Linked DNA regions of Mus musculus: all the other regions are linked to region 2. A link is a contact called in public ChIA-PET, Hi-C, HiChIP or PLAC-seq and promoter capture Hi-C data. All regions are on one chromosome and are shown on one strand. The core of a region is the stretch at or near the end of the contact, and the rest is flanking DNA. Distances in the headings are between cores, read along the strand shown. Region 1 has its middle 130 kb from the start of Gm31610. Region 2 holds the start of Tbl1xr1 (transducin (beta)-like 1X-linked receptor 1). Region 3 has its middle 200 kb from the start of Gm31610. Region 4 has its middle 83 kb from the start of Gm31610. Region 5 has its middle 300 kb from the start of Gm31552. Region 6 has its middle 41 kb from the start of Gm31610. Region 7 overlaps Gm31610 (a long non-coding RNA gene).

What was found. Promoter capture Hi-C pulls out the DNA fragments that hold promoters and counts their contacts. A called contact is a pair of places that touch in the nucleus more often than the background predicts. ChIA-PET counts read pairs in DNA pulled down with a chosen protein or histone mark. HiChIP or PLAC-seq counts read pairs in DNA pulled down with a chosen protein or histone mark.
Region 1: a Hi-C map of cerebellum shows a contact between it and region 2, with 2.9 times the contacts expected there. The contact joins the enhancer-like site here to the promoter of Tbl1xr1 in region 2. A contact is called at or near these places in 8 of 39 promoter capture datasets (the 3T3-L1 cell line, cranial neural crest, hippocampal neurons and 4 more), 4 of 484 Hi-C or Micro-C datasets (cerebellar granule neurons, cerebellum, cerebral cortex and 1 more), 7 of 115 datasets of contacts at active chromatin or transcription factors (astrocytes, cardiomyocytes, embryonic basal ganglia and 3 more) and 3 of 9 other capture datasets (adipose tissue, liver and pancreatic islet).
Region 3: a contact with region 2 is called in a promoter capture Hi-C map of second pharyngeal arch cranial neural crest, with 4 times the contacts expected there. The contact joins the enhancer-like site here to the promoter of Tbl1xr1 in region 2. A contact is called at or near these places in 5 of 39 promoter capture datasets (cranial neural crest, hippocampal neurons, liver and 1 more), 2 of 115 datasets of contacts at active chromatin or transcription factors (cardiomyocytes and large pre-B cells) and 1 of 9 other capture datasets (pancreatic islet).
Region 4: a contact with region 2 is called in an H3K27ac HiChIP or PLAC-seq map of heart atrium, with 7 times the contacts expected there. The contact joins the enhancer-like site here to the promoter of Tbl1xr1 in region 2. A contact is called at or near these places in 6 of 39 promoter capture datasets (the 3T3-L1 cell line, the C10 cell line, hippocampal neurons and 3 more), 1 of 484 Hi-C or Micro-C datasets (cardiomyocytes), 6 of 115 datasets of contacts at active chromatin or transcription factors (bone marrow-derived macrophages, cardiomyocytes, embryonic forebrain and 3 more) and 2 of 9 other capture datasets (adipose tissue and liver).
Region 5: an RNA polymerase II ChIA-PET map of memory CD8 T cells shows a contact between it and region 2, with 26 read pairs. The contact joins the enhancer-like site here to the promoter of Tbl1xr1 in region 2. A contact is called at or near these places in 8 of 39 promoter capture datasets (the 3T3-L1 cell line, the C10 cell line, hippocampal neurons and 3 more), 2 of 484 Hi-C or Micro-C datasets (bone marrow-derived macrophages and pre-B cells), 8 of 115 datasets of contacts at active chromatin or transcription factors (bone marrow-derived macrophages, cardiomyocytes, effector CD8 T cells and 4 more) and 1 of 9 other capture datasets (liver).
Region 6: a contact with region 2 is called in a promoter capture Hi-C map of pre-B cells, with 2.5 times the contacts expected there. The contact joins the enhancer-like site here to the promoter of Tbl1xr1 in region 2. A contact is called at or near these places in 10 of 39 promoter capture datasets (3T3-L1-derived adipocytes, HPC-7-derived erythroid cells, cranial neural crest and 7 more), 3 of 484 Hi-C or Micro-C datasets (cranial neural crest, epidermal suprabasal cells and stem cell-derived neural progenitor cells), 10 of 115 datasets of contacts at active chromatin or transcription factors (T-cell acute lymphoblastic leukemia, bone marrow-derived macrophages, craniofacial prominence and 6 more) and 2 of 9 other capture datasets (liver and macrophages).
Region 7: a Hi-C map of uterus shows a contact between it and region 2, with 3 times the contacts expected there. The contact joins the enhancer-like site here to the promoter of Tbl1xr1 in region 2. A contact is called at or near these places in 6 of 39 promoter capture datasets (the C10 cell line, frontonasal cranial neural crest, hippocampal neurons and 3 more), 1 of 484 Hi-C or Micro-C datasets (uterus), 5 of 115 datasets of contacts at active chromatin or transcription factors (T-cell acute lymphoblastic leukemia, bone marrow-derived macrophages, embryonic forebrain and 2 more) and 2 of 9 other capture datasets (adipose tissue and liver).

Annotation. Positions count from the first base shown.
Region 1 is chr3:21,355,522-21,358,959 of GRCm38.p6, reverse strand. No RefSeq gene overlaps it. Among named protein-coding and RNA genes, the nearest start is that of Gm31610, 130 kb to the left of the region's middle. Within about 2 kb of position 1,674, at least 43 of the 459 cell types and tissues checked have an H3K27ac peak or open chromatin away from gene starts, as enhancers often do. A contact at or near this core is called in cerebellar granule neurons, cerebellum and embryonic basal ganglia, where this site is marked.
Region 2 is chr3:22,074,652-22,078,162 of GRCm38.p6, reverse strand. Tbl1xr1 (transducin (beta)-like 1X-linked receptor 1) reads right to left here and starts at 1,511. Exons shown (of 16, transcript NM_030732.3): 1 at 1,209-1,511.
Region 3 is chr3:21,291,799-21,295,671 of GRCm38.p6, reverse strand. No RefSeq gene overlaps it. Among named protein-coding and RNA genes, the nearest start is that of Gm31610, 200 kb to the left of the region's middle. Within about 2 kb of position 2,146, at least 5 of the 459 cell types and tissues checked have an H3K27ac peak or open chromatin away from gene starts, as enhancers often do. A contact at or near this core is called in second pharyngeal arch cranial neural crest, where this site is marked.
Region 4 is chr3:21,404,982-21,408,900 of GRCm38.p6, reverse strand. No RefSeq gene overlaps it. Among named protein-coding and RNA genes, the nearest start is that of Gm31610, 83 kb to the left of the region's middle. Within about 2 kb of position 1,615, at least 11 of the 459 cell types and tissues checked have an H3K27ac peak or open chromatin away from gene starts, as enhancers often do. A contact at or near this core is called in heart atrium, where this site is marked.
Region 5 is chr3:21,124,841-21,128,475 of GRCm38.p6, reverse strand. No RefSeq gene overlaps it. Among named protein-coding and RNA genes, the nearest start is that of Gm31552, 300 kb to the right of the region's middle. Within about 2 kb of position 2,110, at least 18 of the 459 cell types and tissues checked have an H3K27ac peak or open chromatin away from gene starts, as enhancers often do. A contact at or near this core is called in effector CD8 T cells and memory CD8 T cells, where this site is marked.
Region 6 is chr3:21,529,233-21,532,632 of GRCm38.p6, reverse strand. No RefSeq gene overlaps it. Among named protein-coding and RNA genes, the nearest start is that of Gm31610, 41 kb to the right of the region's middle. Within about 2 kb of position 1,487, at least 6 of the 459 cell types and tissues checked have an H3K27ac peak or open chromatin away from gene starts, as enhancers often do. A contact at or near this core is called in pre-B cells, where this site is marked.
Region 7 is chr3:21,426,446-21,429,861 of GRCm38.p6, reverse strand. The region is part of intron 4 of Gm31610 (a long non-coding RNA gene); the gene reads left to right. Among named protein-coding and RNA genes, the nearest start is that of Gm31610, 62 kb to the left of the region's middle. Within about 2 kb of position 2,056, at least 16 of the 459 cell types and tissues checked have an H3K27ac peak or open chromatin away from gene starts, as enhancers often do. A contact at or near this core is called in uterus, where this site is marked.

The DNA.
Region 1 (3,438 bases), core at 425-2,924, 720 kb after region 2:
AGATTTGAACGTGACATGAACCCCAGAGGCTTCTGTGTTTGAGCACTTAGCTCCAACTGATGGAGTTGGGAGTCTTGCCATAACATGGCCATTCCTTGATGGCCTGAGATTATTTTTAAACTTTTCATCGATTTTTTGTAAGGTTCACATCATGCACCTAAATCCCACTCATCTCCCAGTCCCTTCCTATTCACTCTCCACCCTTGGTTACTTTGTTGTTGCCCTGTGTCATGGAGATCCTGCAGCTTTGAATCTTCAGGACCAGCCATTTCACACGCTCCAGTAATTCATAGATGAGGTAGATGTTGGGGTCCGCCAACTCAAAGCCCTGGATATGGGCCTGGGTGGTAGCTGAATTGATCAGCCCACCAGGTCTCCTGAACCACACCACCAGAATGAACTAACACTGCCTTGACTTTATCATCCAATGCGACCATCAGCCGGACAGGGTCAGCTCTCCTGCTCTCATGACCTTGAGGCTGGCTCATATGCGCCCATGCCATCAGAGTCAGCTCCATTGTGCTCTCCAGTTGAAGTACAGGGGCTGATCTCCTGAGTACTACAGCCAGTCAGGAGAGGGGCCAGCTTTCCCATCCTCATGACCCTGGGGTCAGCTCTCCCAGAGCGCCAACGACCACCTCGGGTGGTATTGGTAGGAGGCGCCCATGTCAGCTCATGCTAGGCCAATGGCAGGGCCAGCTAGGGCCAGCTCACCTGTCCCTCTCCATCAGGGTCAGCCGTATTGTGCTGTTCAGATGAGGACCAGAGCCTGCTCTCCCAAGTCCTGAGGAATGCCTAGCCCATTTCCTGTTCTCTCTATGTTGCTAGATTAAAGAAACATTCTGCCACGGTGTTCTGTAAGTCAAAATAAACCCCTTCTTCCTTGTTTCTTTCATATTCTTGGTTATAGCAAGGAGATAAGTGAACTCTTACATTTGGGAAAGCTGAAGACCAGTGGATGCCTCAGGCTGTTAGAGATGCTGTCAAATTGCTCAGTTGAGGATAGCAAGGCTGGAGTTTCAAAGCTGTGTTCAAGAGATTAACTCAAAGAAACACTTGGGAATGATATTAAGAGGTATATAGAAGCACGGTATAGGTTTCATTATTTAAAAAGGCAAACTCATTCTTCTATTAATGAAATCATTTTGGTGTAACTTCCCACTGCCCCTCTGACTGGGGTACCCAAATATAGATCACATGGAACATTAAAAAAAAATTCAACAGGCTTCTAAATGATTAATTCTTGCTGACATAAAATAATTCCCTAGAATAAGTAAAGAATGCATGGCTTAAAAAATAAATTGTTTTTTTCATTAGCTGTTTTTATAAATAAAATTTACACCATGTGAAATTGCAGAATGCTCACTTATGGACATTTGGCGACTTACATGCTACTGTGCACTTATTATTAGTATACATGACAATGCATTCTTTATCCTTGGTTATTTAAGGATATAGGTGTGTGTTGATTATAAGCAGTTAAATATCCCAGGATTACATTCATTTGCAATGCACATCCAATGCACTGTGGGTTTTTATTCACTTAGCAGAGTTGGGGTTTATCTACATGGTTTATATTTTATATTTGAGAGAAGCTAAGTAGCAGAAACATTACAACATAGACAATGGTATTAGCATATTCAATGTTCAGCTCGGCTCTCACTGCTTTACACATGTAATTAGGTTGTTTCCATGGAAATGATCTAATTACGGGCTTCTCCTTGGCTTGGTAATCACATTTGCTGTGCTTTGGCAGAGATGTTTTCCTTGTTTTGTTGAACAGCTCCACTTGACAAGATGTTCTCTCCAAAGATGAATAATAATTTTTCCTGAGAGAGAAAAATAATTTTTATAATGAAACACACTGTTAAAGGTGACTTCAAAAGAGGTTACAGACGTGTAGCAGATCCTGCCAATAATAAGACAGCTATTACCCTTGAAAACACAATCTATTTTTAGTGTGCATGTGTGTGTGTGTGCGCGTGTATGTGTACTGTTGTTGTTAATGATAAAAATCATAGGAGGTTTTTATTTTGAAGAATTGCACTATTGAAATATATTATTTTCTTCTGGAGTATATTTATACTTAAATATATATTAATTATAGTTTTAACAGACTAAAGGAAATATGCTGAGAGAGAGAGAGAAAGAGAGAGAGAGAGAGAGAGAGAGAGAGAGAGAGGCAGAAGCATTGAAGAAAGAGCACTGAAGCTTATACTCAGTAAGAATAGTCAATTGCAGAAGGCTATTCATGAAGAGATATTTGCTTATCATTGCCATGGCAGTTGAGAACACCTTAAAAAATCAATTAAGACTTATTTTGGGAGCGATCCAAATATAGACCTTTCAGTGTATAAAGGAAACAGGAGATGGAAAAAGTTGCTGAGGAGACTCCATGTCACCTGGTCCACTTAATAACACTAGGAGACAGAAGACAGGCAGAAGTTCAGCTCTTAAGCATTGTGAGATTCCAGCCCACTGTAAGAGAACTTCGCAGGAAGTCCTTATGACAGACACTGTGTAGACCCATCGAGGGTTAGCAAGATGTATGGGGTCCAAAGTCCACAACATCCTTTGTCCAGATACTTTGAACCCTAGCACTGACAATCAAATACTCTGCCCTTTAATAGCTATGGAGATTACTTCAAACACAAAGGGAGAACACTTCAGGAAGTAGCCAGAATGCTGGAGCTCTCTCCTGATTATCATTTGTGTAGGTAATAAAGGGTGGGGATATAATTGACTAAAGGGCACAGTGTTTGAAAATTATAACGATAACTGGGTTTTCTATTTATACCAAACCAACCCTTATTAAATGCCATAAGGCTTGGGTTTTAGAATTATATAGCACGGTTTCCACCAGTAAAAATGGTATTCTATTTATTTACTGCTCTTCATGTGGCAGGGGCTGCACATGGGTCTGTGAATGAAGTGATGAATCAGCGAGATGTCAATGCTAGCTAGGCTCAATTTCCTTATTATTGAACAGAGAAAACAACAACAAACAAAACAAAACAACACCCGCCTGAACAGGCCAGTTTGACTTCCAGGCTAAGCCATGTATATAAGAAGATGCAAGTAGGAATGACAGCAAAAGAGAGGAAGGACGATGAATGACGTTCATTCTAGCAAAGGGAATAGCAAGGAACATTGGCCAGGCATCACAGATTAACTAGACAAGATGGGAGCCCTCTTGGCACAGAGGGTATGATGAGGGATGAGGCTAGAGGACGCTTGGGGATCACTGTGTCACAATGCTGGTAAATCATGTTGACTTGCTTGTTTCCTGAGCACATTTGGCCTCCGTTAGGTTTCAAGCACGGGAACAGCCAGTGTTGCCTGGATTATGGTTGCGGGTGACCTGCTGTCACTCTTTGAGTTTAATTTTGATGCAGTTAATTTTATAGAATGATGTTTTCATTGTGAAACACCAAGGAT
Region 2 (3,511 bases), core at 262-2,761:
CTTATTTAACAAAACTGAACGTGAATCACACAGGGAAACCCAAAACTCATTTACTACCTTCAATGGGCCACCAAGATACTGCAAAGCACTTTAGCTAAGTTAAATCAGTAAGACATGGCCTTGTATTGTTTTACACTGATGGGGGGCTTTCAATCTCAAGATTCAAACTAGAAATAACACATCATTTCATCCACCGTACTTTATTAACATGTTTAGACCAGCATAAGGTTCTTATATGGAAAAACAAGAAAGCCAACAGTAAACTTCCCTAATTAACTGTAAATGGCATATAACCCTTCACCCTGGGGCCGATAAAGTCCAACCAAGGTTTTAAGAAAACTCCAGACTGTTAAAGAAATGTAATGTTTAGCTATGTTCCAACTCTTCTGTGTGATCACCAAATTATTTTCAGTGTTGGGTAACCTAACAAAGAGAGCGTTTCTTAAAAGCCACCCAACCCAAATGTTACACAGAACAGACCATTTTCACAACCTAAATTTAATCCAAATTGAGAACTTCCAAAATTACCGAACACTCTAACACATGCATGATTCGCCTCGAGCTGCCTTTCAACGTGGAATTACACTTAAATGAAAGTCAGCCCCTGTTCCAAAAAAAAAAAAAAAAAAAAAAAAAAGACATCGGTTGCAAAGAGGAAGTCACCCAGCAAACACTCACAACGTGGCTCTATACTGTCAGAAGATAATGTGACTTGTGTGCCACCCCGAAACTTACCAGGAAGCTGGCAATAAGTTTGCCAACTGTATACACTTCTGACCCAACTTTACCGAGGCTGTGGCCAGGGCCTCCTCGTGGGGAGGCCACAGGCACAAGGTGCCCACACTCGCGTCCTGAGTGAGCGAGGCCCGGCCGCGCCCCTCCCCCGCCCGCGCCCCAACAGCCGCCCGCGGTCCCCGCCGCCGCCCGGGGTCTCCGCGCGCCACAGCCCGAGGGGTGCGCGACCGGGCGACTGCAGCCCGCGCGCCCGAGCGCGGACCAGCACCCATCCTGAGCCCTGGCCGCTCCCCCGCTATGTGAGCACAGGGCGGCTGCGGCCCCGCATCCAGCCTGCGCCCCCAAGCCCGCTCGCCTGGGCCCAGTGCCTCCCGCAGCCACCCCGACCCGGGGGGGCAGCACGTGAGCGCAGCCGCCCCTCCCCCGCGCCCAGGCCAAGTTCGCGGCGCCCGCAGCCCCGGGCCCGCGCTCACCTGCTTGGCGACGCTGTCCCCTCCAGGACGCGCGGCGCTCCCCTCCTGGCCGCCGTCGGCACCCCGAGGCGCCCTGGGGTGCGGGCGCTGACAGCCGGGCAGCGGGTCCGGCGGGGGAGGGGCGCGGGGGCAGGGCGCAGCACCGAGGCAGGAGGGGAGCTGTTACTAAGGGAGAGAGCCAAGCGCGCGAGCGGCCAACGGCTCCGGCTCGGCACCGGGGAGCGCGGGGACCAGCCAGGCACAAATGAGCTCCGGGCCCGCGGCGGCGACGGCCGCGCAGCAAAACAAACCCGAGCGGCCTGCGCCCGGCGCGCGGGGAGGGAGGAGGGAACAGGGAGCGAGGAGGGGGAGGGGTAGAGGGGGAGGGGGTGGAGGGGGAGGGGAGGAGGACCCGAGGAGGGGGAGGGGAGACGAGGGGAGCGGAGGGGTGGGGCGCGCCCGGAGGGGGAGGGGAGGAAGTGAGGAGGACCCGGGAGGGGGAGGGGAGCGGAGCCGGGTGGTGGAAGAGAAGGAGAGCTGGGCGGGGGAGGGGAGCCTGGAGGAGGAGTGGGGAAACGGGTTGTGGAGGGGGAAGGGAGCCCCGAGAAGGAGAGGCGAGGGGGAAGGGAGCCTGAGCCTGGGAGGGGGAGGGGAACCTCGACGGGGAGGGGGACCTGGGAGGGGGAACTTAGAGGGAGGAGCGCCGGAGTGGGGGAGGGGCGCGGCGGAGGGGCGGGGCCGCGGTGGAGGCAGCGCGGCGGTGGCGGTGGGGGTGGCGGCCGACGAGCCGTTCCACACTCGGCTTCCTCACTCGCTCCGCTCTCCCTCCACCCAGCCTCCCTCGCTCGCTCGCGGCGCTGGGGGCTGGGCTCGCCGCGCATTCGTTCCAGAGCCCGCAGCCGGGGCTGTCCCGCTGCCTGGGTGGCGCTTGAGTCCCTTCGCCCGCAGCAATCCCGCGAGCCGCGGCCGCTCCGATCCCCGGAGGCGGCCGGCAGCTGCGGGAGCTCGGCGCGGGCTCCACATGGACTCCGCGTTCAAAGTGCCGCACACTTGGATGCGCGTAAACACGCCCGCTCCGGAGCGTACCTGGAAAGGTGCTTCGCCTGCCGTGAGCGAGTTCTAGGATGGGACCCGGAGCACCGCGCGTGGGGAGACGCGCAGCGCGCACGGCGAGAGGGGTTTGGTGAAAACGCAAAGCTGAAATTGAAGTTGTGCGCCCAAATGTGCGACTTGTCTGCGGGTCTTTTGGGAAGGTTTGATGGATCAGTTCTCATTGCGCGAAAATAAAGCCATAGACAGAATGAATGTTCACTAAGTGTGCACCGCGGTGTGATATCCACGGGAGTTTATATTATCTACTTTCTGCATGCGTCTGGCACGTGAAGGCGGTTTCTGAAGTACAGTTTGGCTGCCCAATAATGTCAAAATGTGGCTGCCGGAGCGCCGAGGATTTTTAAAATACTGCGGTGACCTTCCTGAGCCTTTCAGAAACCTGGGCTGTAAGAGGCACCCTTCCTTTTAATTCTAGCATATATCTTGAAACTCTGCTTTTTTGTTACTATCTTTAAAAATACTTTGCAACCTTCTTTGGTGAAAGGTTCTAGTTTCAAGTTGTCAAAACATTTGGAAACGTGTATTCCTGTCAAGCAGTGGTCTTCCTTTAGTGCTTCAAAGATAAATTTTCAAACAAAGTATCATTTGAAGTAACTTTCACAGCTATAGACTGTGCAGCCTAACAAACTCCGAGACTAGATTAGATTTGGTTCAGCCAAGGTCAATGACTCTCCCCTGTTGGCCCCTCCCTGGAGGCGGTTACCTATTTTGACAGGCGTAGCTGGAAGGTGGAAAGGCACCAAAGAAAGTCTATGGAGTTGCAAACGCCCTTTCTACCAGAAAAGTTCAAAGCTTGAGCCTGGGTGTCCCCGGAGCTATTGTCACTTGTGAAAGAGGGAATGTTAGATTAAACAATGTCACCTGATGGGAATGTAGATTATACTGGGTTTCCAAAACACTTCTGTCCAGTTAAGGGAAACAGCACTGAGGAAGCCAAAGACGAGGCCTGCCTCCGTCCTTCAGCTGCCCAGAGCATTTAGTATCTTACCATTGTGTAAGAGCTGTCCACTTACGGTATGCTGTTTGCTCAACATAAACCTCACACTGCAATGCAGGTTCTTTGTCCGAAACGCCCATTAAAATGGTGGGATGGGTGGGGAAAGCTGGTTCCCAGCCCTGGACCTAGACAACAGCTACAAGAAAATCAAGCCACACTTTGAGTGGCTAAGGATGCTCACCAGTCTTTACAGTCAGCGACAAGCAAGTGATTC
Region 3 (3,873 bases), core at 897-3,396, 780 kb after region 2:
TTATGTATCTTACTAAATTTGCTTGATTGAGTGTGAGCAGCTTAGACAAATGATTATTTAGAATGATGAGTACTGTTGTTTAATCTTGGGACTTCTATAAGATGAGATCGCTCTCAAAATAATCACTAGCATTATTATTTTCTAATGATGGACAGCAAAATATCTTGTCTGGGTCTGTTCTTTTCAGAGGAATCAAGGCATGCTAGAACTTTGGAGAGGTTAGCTGTTCCCCGACCCCCAAAATTTAAGTTAACATCATTAGCACCTTGGCATTCTGTCCTTATCAAATGAAAATTGATTGTAAGTTTCCTTTTTGGCAAGTATGTGAAATTAATGTAAATAAAATATCTTCTTGGGGGGGTTGGAGAAATGACTAAGTGGTTATTTTTATTTATTTATTTATTTATTTTTATTTTTTATTTATTTATTTATTTATTTTATTATTTATTTATTTATTTATTTATTTTATTATTTGCTAATCATCTTAGGTTTCTTTTGCTGTGTTAAACACTGAGGCCAAAACAACTTGGTTTATTTTGCTTACCTTTCTACATCTCAGTCAATCATCCAGGGAAATCAGAGCAAAAACCTGGAGACAGAAACTGACACAGAAGTCTTGGGGAGTCTTGCTCAATCTGCTTTTGTATAGCACCCAAGACTATTAGCCCAGGCGTGGCACTGTATACAGTAAGTTGGGCCCTCTCACATCAATCATTAATGAAGATTACGCCCACAGGCTAATCTATTAGTAGAGTTTCCCTCTTTCAAAATGACTATAGCCAAGCAGCCAGAACACTGCTCTTGCATAGGTCTGAGTTCAGTTCCCAGCACCTACATCGGGCTGCATATATCCTCCAAAGTCTCCAGCTCTCAGAGATCAAGAGATTTTCTTTCAACCTACACAGGTACCTGCATGAATGTACACATACACACACACACACACACACACACACACACACACACACAAATACATAAACAAATACTAAAATAAATCTCTAAATATTAATAAATGGTTAAAAATGTCTCTCTCAAATTGGCCACTCCTAACTTTTTCTTGTGAATTCTTCTTATTGGGGGAACTGGTGCTTTATTTTATGTGGTGTCTATAAGGCAGAAAGCCTGCCTGTTATCTATGTTGTATAGAGCTCTCCTTATTAATAAGGTTGATTTCGCCTCCCTATTCTTACTTTCATTTAGAAGTCTCTTGCTGGTTAATTTTGTGAGTTTTATATTTTTACTGCTGTGTCACAAAATCCTTTAGATTAAGCCACACAGAATAAAGAGACCAATGAAATATATGCTATTTAATTACTTCAATCACATATTTTTGTTTAGATAAACTGGCCTCCATTATAGTATTTTAAAAAAAAACTAACAACCTTAGAATAAAGTAGTTTTTTCATAAATAAGGTGATTCTTTGTGGGGGAAAAAAACAGGAATGATTTTAACCTCATTTTGTAAAACAGTCAAATTTAAATTTTGATGGTATAACTGAAATATTTTGTCTTGAGATTTTGAGACCTGCAGTCTAATTCTGACCTTTTTCTTAAGAGTAATGAGATCAGTTAATGTCTGGTTCTTAATTTTCCTTCTCTAAGATGCTGGGGGTGAATTAAATTTTTTAAAAGTATATTTGTAATTTCTTAGACTTTGCAAGGGAGTGCGTTATTAAAGGATCTTTTGAGAAACAAATCAAAATGATTGGGGAATTTTAATTCTACAACTTGTAGACATCGGTATGGATCTAATATGGAAAAGCGTGGTAGGAGTGACACTTCTATCCTGTACTTCCATGCTCAGTGCTTCTGTTCTCCATGTGACAAAAGGAACCTAGAGGGAGGACAGTTTTATTTTGTCTCAAGTTTGAGGGGACACTCCTTCATAGTTGGGAAGGCATATGCCCAGAGAGGCTGACACTTTGGCAAGAGGAAGAGGTTAGCTGATCATATTTTACAGACCAGAAAACAGATACAGAATGGGAGGTAGGACCTTCGCTTGCATAACCTCTTCCCCCTGCTAGGCCCCATCTCCCAAATAACAGCACTATCTGGGAACCAATTTTTCAAAAGCATGAGCTTGTGGGAAATACATTACACTCAGAACACAGACTGTTCTGTAGCCTTCCTCCTGCCATAGCTTGCTGAGTGCTAAGATTATGTAATTGGGTTTAAACAACACCAGTTAAACTGTGAAGGCACCAGCATCTGATCCTCATTACCAGCAAAGCTGTTCAATATGAATATGATGTGCACTGTATACGTCATTTTCCTTTTTTAATGGTCAAATTGGAAGCTTTTAAACATAAAAGGAATTTCACTGTTACATTTAGTTACCACAGTATACTCTAAATATCATTGCTTGAAAATGTGATCAATTAAGAAACTCTATAAAGAGATTGCATACATTTCATTAAAAATACCCAAATCTTCAAAATCTGATGCCTATTTTAAAACTACAACAAAGCTTATTTCAGATCATTCACATCTTAAGTGCTCTGTAGCCACACATAGCTATGACTATAATAGCAAATAAGTCAAGAAAAAATACTCCAATCACAGCATTTAAAACTACTTATTAAAATATGTGAAAATTGCTTTCATACTTTTGTATTCAACTGAATTTCAATTAGTCTTTGGAGATAGTGTGGGCTAGGTGTTGACAATGGGGCCACTCATATCCAGCATGCATTGCAAGGATGTCAATCATCTTTTGGAGAATGTAGGTTGTGCAGTGAATCCCAATTATCTCATGTCCGTGACAGCAGGGTGATGGCTTTGCCTGGGGTTTTGAAACTGGACTCAACTTGAAAGTGACATAGCTCATTGTGTTCATACCCAAACTAATGCTGTATCAGAAAACCTATTTTTGCACTGCTTCTAGAATATTGACCACTGCCACCATTTTATGAAAGCATCGTGTCTGCTGCAGAGAGACAGCCTTTCACTTAAATCTAAAGCAGAGAAGGCTCCTTCAGACTGCACCATGTTTTAGAGGAGTGATTGAGTGGAGAGATTATGCAATAATGAGTTTATTGAGGTAAAATATTTATGGAAATTAAAAATTAATTAAATTCAAAAATGAATTTAAAAACCGGAAACATAAGTTTCCTTTTCTCATCTTAAGTATATTTATTTAATATTAAAAATAGATAGTAGTTTTCATTACACTATTTTATTAGTGTGTGCGTACATTGGGGAAGATGGTAAGTTAGTACTCACATGCCACAGCCTGTATTTGGAGGTCAGAGGACAACTTGTAGGAGTCAGCTCTGTTCTTTCCGTCCACCGTGTGTGCTTGCAGGTAAAATTCAGGTCATAGGCTTGATGACAAGTACTTTTATCTGATGAGTGGTGTTACCTACCCACTCCTCAGTATTTTTGTATGTGTCAATTTATGTGTGTGTGTGTGTGTGTGTGTGTGTGTGTGCAGATATATATTTGTTTGTAGTGGAGAATAATCTCAAGGTTTGGTTTCCATTATCCATTTTGCTTGAGACAGGATTCCTGCTTGTTGCTGTATATATCATGTTAGCTGGCCCAGGAGTTTCCAGGACATTTCCTTTCTCTGCCTCCCATCTTGCCATAGAAGCATAGGGACTATAGATGCATGCTACCATGTCAGACTTTATAATGGGCTCTGGGAATCTGAACTCAGGTCCTCACACTTCAAAGTGTGATATAAGTGTTAATTGTCTAATCGGCGGAATGTAGAATCACCTGGGAGACAGATAGACACATGCCTGGGGAAGATAGTCTTGATTGTGTGTACTGATGTGGGAATCCACTAGGAGGGAGTTGTTTTCTAGGCAAAAGATCTTAGAATGAATGAACTGGAGAAATTGAGCTGAGCCTTCCCTTGTATTCATTTTGCTT
Region 4 (3,919 bases), core at 366-2,865, 670 kb after region 2:
TGGAAGTCTCACTAGATAAGAATGAACACTTGAATCTCTTCAGTATGTAGTACAAATAGTGTTGTATAAATAGGGAGTTGGCCAAAGGAGGGATAAAATGAATTTAATGTCAAATTATAAGTGCTTATCAGGCTAACTGATGTGAAAAGATTGGTATTATTAAGCAAAATATTTACTCTGTAAACTGGCACTGACGTGGAAGTGATGTCATTCACGAGGCGAGAGGGAATTCACACAGCATGGCGTAGGGAAGACTGGCCAGGGTGGCAGAGAATCACCTGGGAGGACCGCTCCCTCTATAGGCATTCTGTTGCTCAGTGATAAAGCAGAAGGGGGACCTGCATCAGGTTAAGCTTTTTTCTAGTGTAATCTCTTTGCAGGTATATGCTCTATCATTCCTCAGTTGAGATTATTTCTGAAAGGAGGTTTTCCATATGATTTGTGTTTGTCAGCCTTCTCTAGAGGAACAGAATTGATAGAATGACTGTGATGGTTACTTTTAATTTTCAGTTTGATACAATCTGTACTCACCTGGGAAGAGAGTCTTAATGAGAGGTTGTCTACATCTGGACCTGGACATATCAGTGAGGGATTATATGAACTGAAATGGGAAGGCACCATCCTGGGTAGCACAGTTCTTGGGGCAGGGTCATCCTGAAGTATATGTAGAGTGGAACAGTGTGCTGAGTATAATATACACACATTCAGTGTTCTCTGCTTCTTAGACATAGATGCAGGATGGCTAGCTGTCTGGAGCTCCTGACATCACGACTTCTCAACAGAATGGTTCCGTTAACTACAATAAACTGTTTGTTTTATTAAGTTGTTTCTGTCAGAGTATTTCATCACAGCAATGGGAAAAGAAACTAAGACACCATCACCCTATTTAAGGGGACATGTGTTCCTGTGCAAGGTACAAGGAGAAGAGGATTCAGGAGGCTTGCAGAAACTTCTGAACAATATATGAACTGGGCAAAGATGAAATGGGTGCCTCTGATATGCTATATATTTCTATGCACTTCTGAAAATGTTCTGACATGAGACTAAATGACAGACCAGTAGATAGTTATCAGCAGTCGAGACATCCTGCAGATTGATAGAGGGAGCACAGCAGAACTTAAGTGCAACTTCACTAGGAGCTTATAAAACAGTTGCGAACAGAAGGGGTTGCTACTGAGATGATATGGGGTCCATACTCTGATGTCAACAAAGGAGGAAGGTCACAGGATCCTGGGAGGTTGAAGACATTGCCAACCTCTGATGATACAGTTGATACACTTTATTAACTCACACAAATATCATTGGGCCGACAAATGCCAATGAGCACTCAGGAATTTGAAAAGTATTGGTCACGAAAAAGTGGGCATGGACACATACTCAGGCTAGTATAGAGGGTCCATGTATACAGGTCTACACTCAAATGCACATAGGCAGGCATGTGAAGGCAAAGGTTCGGATGATTACCTCGTGCCCCAAGACTATAGATAGACACAAAAGCCAGGGATGGTTATGTAATGGATTACATCACTGTCTGTGATTCCCGATATGTGATGTCAGCGTTATTTTGTGCTTAGTCATAGCTCCTGGTTGACCAGGGTTAGCTCTCTTGGCTCATATCAGACATTCCTGTCAGCACTATGTTCTCTAAACATCACTGTGCCCTTGTGGCCCTCTGTGCTGATAGATGGCTCAGTGGGTAAAAGAATTCACCTGACAGTTTGAGTTCACTTACTAGCGCTTACATAAGAGAGGACACACCTGACTCCCACAGGCTGCTCTCACCTCCACAGACACATTGTGAAGGTCACACAGCTTATCCCACTCACACTGCAATGCAATAAATGATGTAATAAATTCTGTTTGTTATAATTAAGAATGAAGGTTTTTTTTTTTATAATAGATTCTAATCATGATTTCCTCCTCTCATGTCTCCTCTCAGATCCTCCCCACTCCTCATTCATTTAACTCCAGGCCTTCTTTATCTTTCTTTGTAGAAATTAAAAAAAAAAAAAATCCAACAAACAAAAACCCAAACCAACCAATATTATAAAAAAAGAAGGAAAAGAAACGCTTGAAAAACGCACATGCACATACCCCACAAAGATGGAAACTATTAAACACATGCAAAAGATCATTAAATTAAAAACAATGCCTAAAGAAATATGAGACAAAAAGATCTCCAAAAATATCATTGAGTTCATTTTGAGTTGGACATGTACTTACTGCTGGGCATAGGGCCAGACCTCAAGTATAGGTTATACACACACACACACACACACACACACACACATACACACACACGCGCGCGCGCGCACACATTTATCCAGTGAGGCTCCATTGAAGAAAACTAATTTTTCCTTTGTGAGCAGTTTTCAAATAGAGATAGTTTCTCAGCTAGGGATGGGGGATGTGTCCACTTACCTTTCTCAGTGTTGGGACCCTGTCAGCTTTGGACTTATTGCTGCCACAACTCACTCTGTGAGTTCTTATGTGCATGAGTCCTGTTGTGTCTGGAAGACACTGTTTCCTTGGTGTTGTTTGCTCCCTCTGGCTTTTTCTGCCTCCTTTTCTGCATAGCACCCTGAGCCCCGAGGTCAACACTGTGATGAAGACATACCAATTAGGACTGAATGCTTCCAGTTCTCTTACTCTCTGTGCATTATCCAGTTGTCTGTCTCTGTAATTAAATAATGTAATTTTTTCTTAAAGAATAGATATCAAGAAAAGAATTAACAAGGAAGTCACTGCATGCAAAATATTGCTTTCAGAATCTGGATCTTAGCAATGCCTTCACAAAGTTTCTTTTCCCTGAGAGTGTCAGAGACCCAGTATACACATGAACATTTAAAACTGATAATCTATCCTGTTTCAGCAATAGTTGAGAAGGTAGTACTTCAAGGTATGTGTCACATCATCAGGACCTTCTATATCTACAAGGGATAACTCTCACTCTTCTCAAGTAGAGAGTATTTGCATTGTTCTTGACAGTTTAATAGAGTCCCTGGCATAGCATAATAATGTGACCAATAATGATACCACCCAGCATCTGAGGAATTCCTTCATTTCTCAAAATTCTTTCTGCCATTTTATTAGCTTTACATTGTACTTTTATTAAGTAGTTCACATGTCCTAAAAGCAAAGTTTCCGTGCAAGTTTATTCATTTCCTCATTCAACAAACACACTAAGACCACTCTGTGGGTGGGGGCCCAATGGGAATGAAGTGATCAGTAGAGATGGTTGCTACTGTTGGGGACTCTAATTCTGGGTCAGGCAGATACACTGTAGATAATTCCAGTATTGTGAGGTATTGGCTTTCCTTACCCACAGGGCATCTGTCTCTATCCCTCACCCAGCCCATACACCCTTGGAGGAGTGGAGCCCTTTAGTACTTTTGACATCAACAAATTCAGTGGCAATCTTAGTCATGCCTTGAGAGAGAACACTGCCAGGAGCCACTAGCTACATAGACCATGACCTTACTTTTTATAGGTGTTAATGGCAGCTTTGCCTATAATCAGGTTTCTCTCTTAGTACAAGCTCTTAAGTTTAGAAAGGTGTGAGGTATGGTACATTTTAATCTATGAAGCAAGCCAGTGGCTCTGGAATTTGTGCACACTGGCTCCTGAGAGTCTGATGTGCTCATCACTTTCCAGCTTGGTCCTATCCCTCCCACTTAGTGGGAGAATTTTCCCTTAGGAATCTGGCCAAGCTTGTAGATCAGAGTTTTTCTCACCACAGAGTGGCTTGCCCAGTGTTTACCAGCACCGCCTTTCACCTGGGACTTGATTAAGTTAAAGGATTTACTAAACTACTCTGCATATGATATTCATAAAAGCCTCTTAATTTTAGCTGGAATATAATTATACGGAGTGTATTAATTACTTGTTCCTTCTCCACACACAGGGGTTAAAACTTCCT
Region 5 (3,635 bases), core at 861-3,360, 950 kb after region 2:
TTTCTTTAAAGCTTATTGAGTGCATCTGCCAACTTTTTGCATAAGCTGAACTCTTAATTTAGTTTCTTTCATAAATATAGACTATACTGCTTATAAATTTGTTTCAGTAACTTTTAGCTCAATTTTTTCAGATTTGCTGCCCAAAGAGTTATTTATAATATCCTCTTTCTATGTTTTGCATTTTGTTTGAGGAATGTGTATTGCTATTCTTTCCTTTTATGACATGGAGTTTTTTTTTTTTCCTTATTTCCTTTCTTTCCCCTCTGCTGATAGTTTTGGATGAATATAAAATATTTTGGAGTTTAATTTACCTTTCAGTAGCTGTTATAGGTTGTATTCTTCATGTTACCTTTGTATTCTGAGGTTCATTTACTTCTCGTCTTGTCTTTATTGTCCCTCCTTTGGTCCCTACGGTATTTAATGTATGCCTCTCCTTTTCATTCTGGAGATTTATGTAAAATATCTAGACTTTCCTGAAACAATCTCATTGAACTCAGATAGTAGAAAGAGAGAATTGACTCTTTCATGTTATCCTCTGACTTACACATACATGGTATGGCATGGATATACCCTGTTATCCCCACACAAAATAACTAAAATCGAAAAAGATTAAAATAAACTAAAATGCTTGCTTATGTTATGCTGTTAGCTATATGCAATGTTAAATGTATATCTAAAACATTTTGTAAATGTAGTTTTTACTTTTTACTTAATTAAGTACATTTTCTAATTTTCCTTGAGGCTTCCTTTCTGATGTACTAGGTATTGTTTCCATTTTCAAATATCTGAGACTTTTCTAAATATCTTGCTATGACTAACAGGTTGGACGTGTTGTGGTCAGCTTATTTACTATGTGTGTTTTCAGTTTGTTTAAACTCAGAATAATTTTATAAGGCAGAACGTGGCCTGTCCTTCCTAATGTTATCATACACTTTGGAAGGCTAGATTCTGTTGGCACAAAGCTATCCTTGATAGTAGGAGAATTAAGTATGCTGTTCAGGCCTATAGTAACCCCACATATCTTCTACCAATCTCTGGTTTCTGAGAAAAAAATGAAGTCACTAAGCTATAATTGTAGATTTGCACACATCTCTTTTTAGTTATACTGCTTTCCTTTCATGAATTTCCATACTCTATTTTGGGTTTATCCCCAAGTAAGTATGTCTCACCATCTAGAAAATTGTTAGTGAATTCTTTACTAAAATTCCATAATCATTACCCCTTTAGACATATCCTTTGGCCATTTGTCTTTTCTATTCCATTCTTCTTTCTCTTTTTCTCATCATCTTCTTTCTTAATGTACCTGACTTGTAATTAACCAACTATTTTCCCAGTAACATTTCATCTTCTGAGAAGCCCCATGAGGAAATATTTCCCATGTCTACTCCTTTTCACTTTGCATATGTAGCTGACTATTAAGTACAGCATCATTCTACCCATATAACCTTCAGTGGCTCCTGAATGTGTTACATTGTCTCTTCTCTTCTCTTCTCTTCTCTTCTCTTCTCTTCTCTTCTCTTCTCTTCTCTTCTCTTCTCTTCTCTTCTCTTCTCTTCTCTTCTCTTCTCTTCTCTTCTCTCTCTTTCTCCCCTACATCTCTCCTTTCTTTTTAAAACAGGATCTCCCTATGCAGCTCTAGATGGCCTCAAACTTACAGAGATGCACTTGCTTGTGCCTTCTCAGTGTTGAGATTAAACACATGCCTCACCATGCCTTTCCAATCTGTTTTCAACAACTTTTTAAAAGTCTCATATTATTTCTTCAATGTCCAGTCCCTGTTTCTATCTGGTTCCTATGACTACATTATTGACAATTAGTGTTCATCATGTTGTTCCCTTTCATTTGAGTCTTTATCATGTTTGATTAGATGACTAAATCAGAGTGGGACAGACCTACAGAGTTTGAGATAAATACCATCTTGGTTTAAGAAAGAACTTTGCTCCTATATAGTAAAGTTCTTAGTGTAGAGAGTAGATTTACTGAGATCAGTAGTTAGCCTGAGCTTTGAAGTGTTGCTCTCAGTGTGGTACAGATTTCACACCTTGGTGTCAGCACCCATGAACTGGGGCACATTATGCTTCCTGGGAAACAGAATGACTTCCTTTGTTTACCACCCATGTGTAGTCTTGGTTTCACTGTGTGGCTGGGGAGTTCCCTCTTACCAGTTGTCAGCATCAATGCTGAACATTTTTCAGTTATTGCTTGTTGCTCAGTTTAGAGATGCATAAGAACTAACTTCTATTTCTGTCTCAGTATTGAGGATCAAAGCCCCATCATAAATAATAGACAAATGTTCTACCACTGGGCTGCATGCCCCATCTTCCTGAAACTTTCTTGGTTTTTTTTTTTTTTTTTTTCATTAGCTTTACCCTGGTCTATGTGGCTGGGCTTGTGGGGTAGCATTTTCTATACCTCTTTGCTCTTTCCCCATTGAAGAGAGCATCACTCTGTCTTTCTAGGTGGTCTGCAACTTCTCGATTGTCCTCCAGGAATGACAGGTCTTTTTTATCTGCGAGTGTAGGGTGATAGGTTCATGATAATGTCTTGCTTTCTATATTAGTTCAATTCAGCTTATGAAACAATACCATGAATCAAATGAACCCTAAACAATAGAAATGAATTTCATAGTGTCTAGGAAGTCTAAATTCAAAGCACCAGAAGATTCAGTATCTCATGCCTGACCCTGGATTTTATAAGGCCATGTTCTTTTTGTGCTTTCACACCAGTCCTGACCTGTCTGAGTTCTCTTTTATAAGGACACTAATCTCTTCATGAAGGTTTTACACTCATGGTTTGACCCCATCCTCCAAATCATTTGTTTGTTTGTTTGTTTTTGTATAGCATTATACTCGGGAGTAAGTTTCAAAGAGTGAGGAACAATAACAGTAAGTATGTTTTGTCTCAGAAGAACTGTTAAGTTTCTATGCCCAATGCAGAAAGGATGGGTACTTGACTATGTCCTCTGAGAGAGAGGCTTTTCTTAACTCCTGAACCAGCGGTAAGGTATCTTCACTGATAACTGAGAGATGAAAGCTTAGTATCTGTACCCAGCAGACAATGGCTTTAGTTTTGTAGCAGAGAACAACACAGAAATGTAGGCATAGCTCTGACCTGGTCCATAGTATCCGCCAATAATCTTGATAGAGGTGTCTTGCAGTGTGGACCTCTGTCTTTTCAACTACAATCAATCTGATTAGCACTGGCTGCAGGACTGTGTAACGGAAAATGAGGGTGATGGGGCCTCTCCTGTGTCCACTTCCAATGCTTACTCTAATCAACATCCTTGGCCAGTTTTAGAACTCACTCAATGTTAGTTATTATTTCTTTTTAGAATTTAAAATTTATTTTCACGTGCATGGGTATTTTGCTTGCATGGTTTTCTGAGTATCAAACACATAGAGACCAGAAAAGAGGGTTGGAGACCTAGGAACTGGACTTAAAGGTGGTTGTAAGCCATGATATGGACACTGTGAATTGAATCTGGAAGAACAGACAGTGGTCATCATTGAGCAATCACTTTGTTCCTGTCTGATTATATTTCATATGTAACATAGTATGCCAATGTAAGAATGTGTGTATATTTTGATATTTTATAAATTTATTGTATTTATCTACATTCCAGTCATGCCCCCCGA
Region 6 (3,400 bases), core at 238-2,737, 550 kb after region 2:
GGCCAGTGAATTTGCCCACTGAAGAGCTGCTTCCCAATAAACCTGCCTTTAATACAATCTAATCTGTCTTAAATTGGCTCATTCACTATCAGCAGAGAAATAACCTATCACTCTCCACCTTGTTTTCTCTATTATCTGGAATGAACTCTACATGTGTCTCTCAGTCCAAACCTTCTGAGCCCTAGTGATAGCTACCGACTGAAACGTTCCCGCTAACATCCCTCATGCCCCACATGGGCCTGGCTCTGAGAATGCCCTTCACACTCAGGACTGCAACAGCCTTTGTCCACTGCACTTGTACAACTTGCTTACATGGAAGAGGGTTTTTAAACTCCATCTTCTCATCCTCCCCTCCAACTCCTGACTAAAACAGAACCTCCAGGGGCAGGGCTCTGCCTTCCCCCAGGTTAGTGGGGGACTCCCAGGCTGCTAGATAAGGTGTGCTAACTCTGAGCTAGATCAGAGATTGGCGAACTCATTTCACAAAAACACACTACATAAATATTTTGGGCTGAATGTTCTCAGTTCACAACTACCCTGCAGCATTTCCATTTGAGCTTTGCTATTAACTACAAAAGCTCCCACTAGATGACAGACAAAATATTCACACGTGTATGCAAATGAGTGTGGCTGTGTCCAATAAGGCTTTACTTATAATGGATGATGGTGGCTATAGTTCACTGACCTCTAAGGCATGCGATTATTTAGCTTGGTAAAAGTGACCAGTGTCCAAAAGGTTGTCTGCACTTGGTTTGTGCTTGTGGGACAAATTAATCAATAAAAGAACCCACTAAAGTGCTCTTGTAGCATCCCACTTTAAAAGAGAAGGTCACACTGTGGTATTACAGGAGGTTCTTGAATAAAGTCACACTGGCAGGTGGAAATTCTTTTAAAATTCTTTTCTAATATTAATTAATTAACTAATTAATTTATTTATTCACTTTGTATCCCAATATTAGCCCCCCCTCTTCCTAGTACCCCCTAACATTCACATAGATCCTCTCTGAATTTCCCCCTCCCCTTCTACTCTGAGAAGGGGGGCTTACCCTGTGTCATCAAGCCCCTGGAAAATCAAGTCACTGTTGGACTAGGAGCAGCCTCTCCCACTGACCAGATAAGGTGGCCTAGCTAGGGAAACAGGACTTGTGGAAAATCTTGGTGGTCTGGGTATATGGTAAATGGAAAGCATGGGACTCCTTTCTGAATTCAAATGTAGTCTGCACACGTTTTGGTTTTCTGTTTACAGAATATACTTGACTTAATTGGCTTCCGAACAAAGGGTTGGTTGAGGAATAATTTGTGAATTTTGAAAACTTTCTGAATAAATGCTGTTTCTGAAGGAGGAGAAGAACCAGGAGTCAGTCCCACTGAGGTTCCATTGAGTCCCAAGGTCAAGCTTAATTTACAAACCCCTTAGAAGGTGAAACATAGCCTCCCAACTGAACAGTCTCTCTGCACTCCCCGTTTCCTGGGCTGGGTGGGTGAAGCTGACTGCACTTTGCCGGCAGGATCAAAGTACATGAAAAGTCCCTGGGAGGAAGCAGCTGTTCTTCTGCGTCCTGCTAAAGAGCTTCAGAATTTCCAGGGAAATATAAACTTCCTGAAGGCCCCCGGGGATCTCCCCTTAAAATGCCAAGGCTTTGTTTATGCCGCTAGTAAGTACAATTATGGTGGGGATGGGTGGTTCTGAGGGAGACAGAGGCAAGCTACAGAAGATAAAGAACTTTCCAAAAAGAATTGAAATAGGTGGTATGGTGGGTGGGGGTGGGGGAGGCAGCATTAAGATTAGAACAGTCATTTCCCTCAATTCTTTGACTTGTTCCTTCAAATATTCAACGCTGTATAAGTCTGTTGGCTGGACTGCTTTTTCTTTAAGACCGTGGTAATTTAGGCTCCAGAGGTGGTGGAAGATTGATGCAGTCTAGGGGTCTTGATTTGATTCATTTTCTCTGCCAGTTAAGGAATTAAGTGGCAGGAAAAACCTAGAGTGCAACAGATAGCAGCAGAGAAAACTCAAGCACAGCAGACAGAACCTGCAGTTGAAGAAAGGCATTTCTGTTCATTTGGAATGAGGAACACATGCACATCCAGACACACAGAGAAAAATTCCCTCCGCAATGCACAGGAGTTGGGGTAGGACTTGGAAAGCCAAAAACACCAGTCTCTTCTCAAGGGCTGCTGGTTAAAGCTTCCGAAGGGTCTTCCTCCCAAACTTGGGGTTGGTCAGTTTGAAGGAATCGAGGATGGTTCATTATCCCACAACTGCTGTGTGACATGTTCTGAGCAGGCCTTAAACTTTTTGAAATAGTCCATCAATAGGGCCTGCTGATGGAAGACTCAAACAAACTCTACAAAACCATTGATTTAAGAAGCCAGCTTTTGTCTCAAGTTAGGAAGATAAGGATGAAGCTGTCTATCCTTGAAACTTACTACCTTTATTCGCTAGCCCTGGGCTCTCATCTTTCTCCCTACCAGGGAGTCTGTCTAATTCCCATTCTCTCAGGATGACTTCCCTGTTGACATCAAAGGCTCTAGTAACTAAGGCAAGCTTGTTCTTTCTGGCTACTCATTCTGGATAGATCAACGAGGGATTGACTAACTGGTCAAACAAGAAACACAGCTACAGTGGCATGGTGACTTGAACAGATAATCAGTGAATTAAGTTTTTAAAGTATTTTTAAATTTTGATTTATTAATTTAGGAAAACATCTCAGTATCACCATCATTTGTGAAGGCAAATATCAATAGGTTCAGGGAGAGGGCAGACCTAGAAAGTTATGTAGAATTCACCTGAGGATATGAAAAGTCTGTTAGCTGGCTTGCATTTTGCAGGAGAGGAAATTTACCTAAGATGTTCAATGCATTGTTTTAACTAAGAAATACCAAAGTGTCTTAAAGAGTAAGCAATTCAGGGAATCAGTGCTCAGTCATTTGTTGTAGACTGATAGGTAAGTCACCATTGTTTTTAAAAAGCTGGTATCTACCTATCATACCTGAGGGCACAGGGCAGAATGAATGGCTCAGTTTTAAAATAGTAGTGGCTAGTTTCCGAATTGTTTTTCTAGACATTTCAAGGACTTGGATGAAATATTTCAATTAGTCAAAGAAGCATGGCATGTCAGAGAGCATAAGAACTAGAAAGAACATGTATACTTTCATAGGCAAAAAGGAGATACACAAAGGATACTTTTAGTGTTGGAGAGATGATTCTGGGGGAAAAAGTAGTTTCGGATCAAGTATGAGAATCTAAATTTGACTGCCCAGAACCCATATAAAAGTCAAATGTCACTCAAGTATCAATTATCTCATAATTCCTATGAGTATGGGAAGTGGAGACAAGAAAATTCCAGGAAGGTAGAGGGTAAGCTAGTCTGGCATGTGTAGAGGAACAATAAGGAGA
Region 7 (3,416 bases), core at 807-3,306, 650 kb after region 2:
GCTATGTTTCACATTTGGTGAAACCAGGAATGAATTCCTCATTGTGGCAGTTCAGACTCAGCTTCTGGCCATCAAACACATGCAATGCTATGACTTAGACTTTGTGAATATTTTATAGTCATCATGTTTTTCCTTCCTTGTGGATTTAGATCTATAAAGGGAAAGGGGTAGTAGAATGCATGCTGGTAGCATCATTAGAGGAAAGGGCCACCAAACCATGACTAGACATTGAGGTTGGGAGAGGTCTAGAAAAGAATAACAATGTGTCAAAATTAGGGTATGCAAGGCTTAAAAGCAAGGAAGGCTTCCCTTTAAAACCTGGAGAGGAACCTCATAACACTTGAAGCAAGAGTAAGAAAGAGAGCCATCAAAGGATGACAGGGTAGATCCAGAAAAGAATCTTTAGAGAAGTTCCTTCAACAAAGAAAACATCAGGCTTTTATAAATTTTTGAGGACCAGGAATGAGGTTAGTTAAGTATCTTAAAAAATTATGTATGTGTATGTGTATGTGTATGTGTATGTGTATGTGTATGGTGAATATATGCCTTGAGTATGCTGGTGTCTATGAAGGCTTGAAGAAGGTGTCAGATTTCCCTGAAACTGAGTTCCAGATCATTGTAAGACACCATGTGCCTCCAGGGACAATAATGTCGATCAACTGGAGGAGAAACATGCTCTCAACTACTGATCCATCTCTCTAGATCCTGGAGGGATGCCTTACATCCCTAGATTGACTTCCTCATAGCAGATGAGACAAAGAGCCTGGAAAAGCTAAGTATTTGTTAAGACCATAAGTCAGGAGCTGTAAAACCACAGCACAGAACAACTTCTCAACTGTCTCCTAGAGGATTCAGGAGGAATGGCCTGATTTCTTCAGACTGGGGTATCTGTCTTCTTAAGAAACTGTCGTCTGGATAGGGCAGGGCATGGTCTATCAAGTAGAGCAGGTAAACCAGAAGAAGTAGGCAAATTTATCTTCTGACTGCATAGTAATAGTTTGGATATAAGGGGCTCAGAGACACTGTTTTCAGAGTTTTGCAGTGTGGTGGGTGAATGGAACAAGGGTCAACTTGTCTATGTTAGATCTGAGAACATGTGAGTCCATCCTCTCTTCTGGAAGGCATGTCTAGTTATAATGATATGGTAAGGAGCAGTTATCTCCCAGAGTGAAAATGTGCCTAACCTTTGACTCACAAACCAGCTTACCTGGCTACTCTTGTCGTTTAGTGGCGCCTTCCTCAGATGCTTTAGCTCTGCACGCATCTCTTTCCGTGCTCTGATTATTGTGGGTTTAGGATACACTTTGATTAGTCTGTGGTAAGCTTCTCACATAAGCAGGAATCTGAGAAATTGCCCATGGCACACGGTTTCATTGCTCCAACTTGGCTGCTGACTCTTTCATCCTTTAGCATCTAATTCCTTCTAAACAATAGCCTTAATTACACCAGCCATTTCTTCAACAGCTCTAGCTCTGCTCTTCCTGTGTGCCTTATCTCTTTCCCTTGTGATTAAATACCATGACTAGAAGCACGTCAGGGCAGAAAGGGATGATTTCCTCTTAGGGTCATAGTTCACCAACCAGGAAAGCCAAGCAGGAAATCATGGTAGGATCTTGAACAAGAAACCACTGCTTACTGGCTTGATTCCCTGGCTTGCTCAGCTACTTTTTAAAATTTATCCCAAGCTTACCTGTGGAAGGATAAACTGCCAATAGTGGGCTGAGCTCTCCCACACCAATTAGCAATAAAAAATGCCTTTCAGACAGACATTGCCACAGGCCAGTCTTATGGAGACACTGTTTAACTTGAGGTGCCCTCTTCCCAGGTATGGTGACAACGGAAGATAAGTAGGCTCCTATGTTTCTTCCTCATACACAAAATGTGTGGCTTGTAATCAGAGAGCATTCCCTATACTTCATTCTTGTTGGGTGCAGTAATTTCATCATTGTTGGTTTTTTTTTTTTTTTTTTTCGGCTCTAAGTAGTAGAGGCTCCAGCCGCTCAGATAGGGGAGATGAGCATTCATCATATGCCAGGCCTCTTCCAGGAAGAGCTGTAGCTCAGGGGGTTTCCTCCCTGGGAGAAAATGACCACTTCTTATTAAATGGCAAGTCTTTTGAAAAGGTTGAATAGAATACTGTTTTCACAAAAAGAAATTCAGCTGTTTAAATTTAGCATCATGGGGGAAAAAAAGCTTATTTTGAAGAGAAAAACAACCCAAGAATAGTTTCTGGCTTTGATCCCACAGTCTGCCTTTTCTGTGTGTGCTGCATGTGTTTTCATTCACTGTGTGCCGCTGCGCTCATCCGTCTGCAAGCCTGGAGTTGACAGCTTTGAGGTTCCTAAGAATACTTGTCACCAAAGCCACATATTTGGATTGTTTTATTGTCAAAGAAGAACCTTACCTTCACATTTAATGTTTATGTTACTTCTGCCTTTTTTTTAAATCTCTTCTTCCATAAATGTGGACACCATTTTTCCTGTATCTGTGGTCATCTCTTAGTAGAAGTTATGTTTGCTTCTTCTCCTAGCATCCCTAAAACATCTAGTTTTGAAATTCAAAACTCCTGTTTTTCTAATTATTTGTTGAAATTTGAAGACCACCCATGTCTTGGTAGTCCTGGGGTACCCCAAGGTTTCTTTCTACATCTGTTCAGTTCTCCCCTGGAGTTTGGAGAAAGAAACTTGTATTGATTGAATGTATGTTTTGTGTTTCTCGGTCCTGCTTTAAGTGTTTTATAAAAGATATAATTCTGCTTAATCCTGCTAACTACCTTAAAGAAAACTATTATTTTCCTTGTTTTCAAAGTGAGGAAACCAAAGACAAAAAGTAATTAGGATATAGCCTGGGGTTATCAAGACAATTAGTGGGGAAGTGAAAATTTACAACTGCCTTTGCCAGAATCTGAACAACTCCCGCCTGTTATGAAAGTCAACTTCACAGCCCTGGACAGAATGTGTTTTGTTTCTCAATTAAAAAATTGTCCTCCATATTGCACCAGGGTATTTTTTTGTTTAAAATTGTGCCAGAGTGTTGGGATTTAATAGAAGGCTGTTTCATAATCTGTGTGAAAGGTTAAACTGGAGGTCAGGTTTTCCTAGGACAAGATAAACAAGATAACGAGCCTTCTAGAGTGGAGTGTGTGGCAGTATGCACTCAGCTGTTCAGGCTTCAGACTGCAGACCCACACCAAACACCATTTATACAGGGTACAATGATCTCATCCTGATTGGTTTGTTCCAAGTGTGTGAGTACGTGTGCGTGCGTGCGTGCGTGTGTGTGTGTGTGTGTGTGTGTGTGTGTGTATTTGGGGGTATGTGTATGGTGGAGGCACAGCATTTCCAGCTTCTTGCTCAAAGTTTTCAGACAGCAAAGTATAAAGAAGTTTGAATTAAAGAGGTAGAATAGGATAAAAT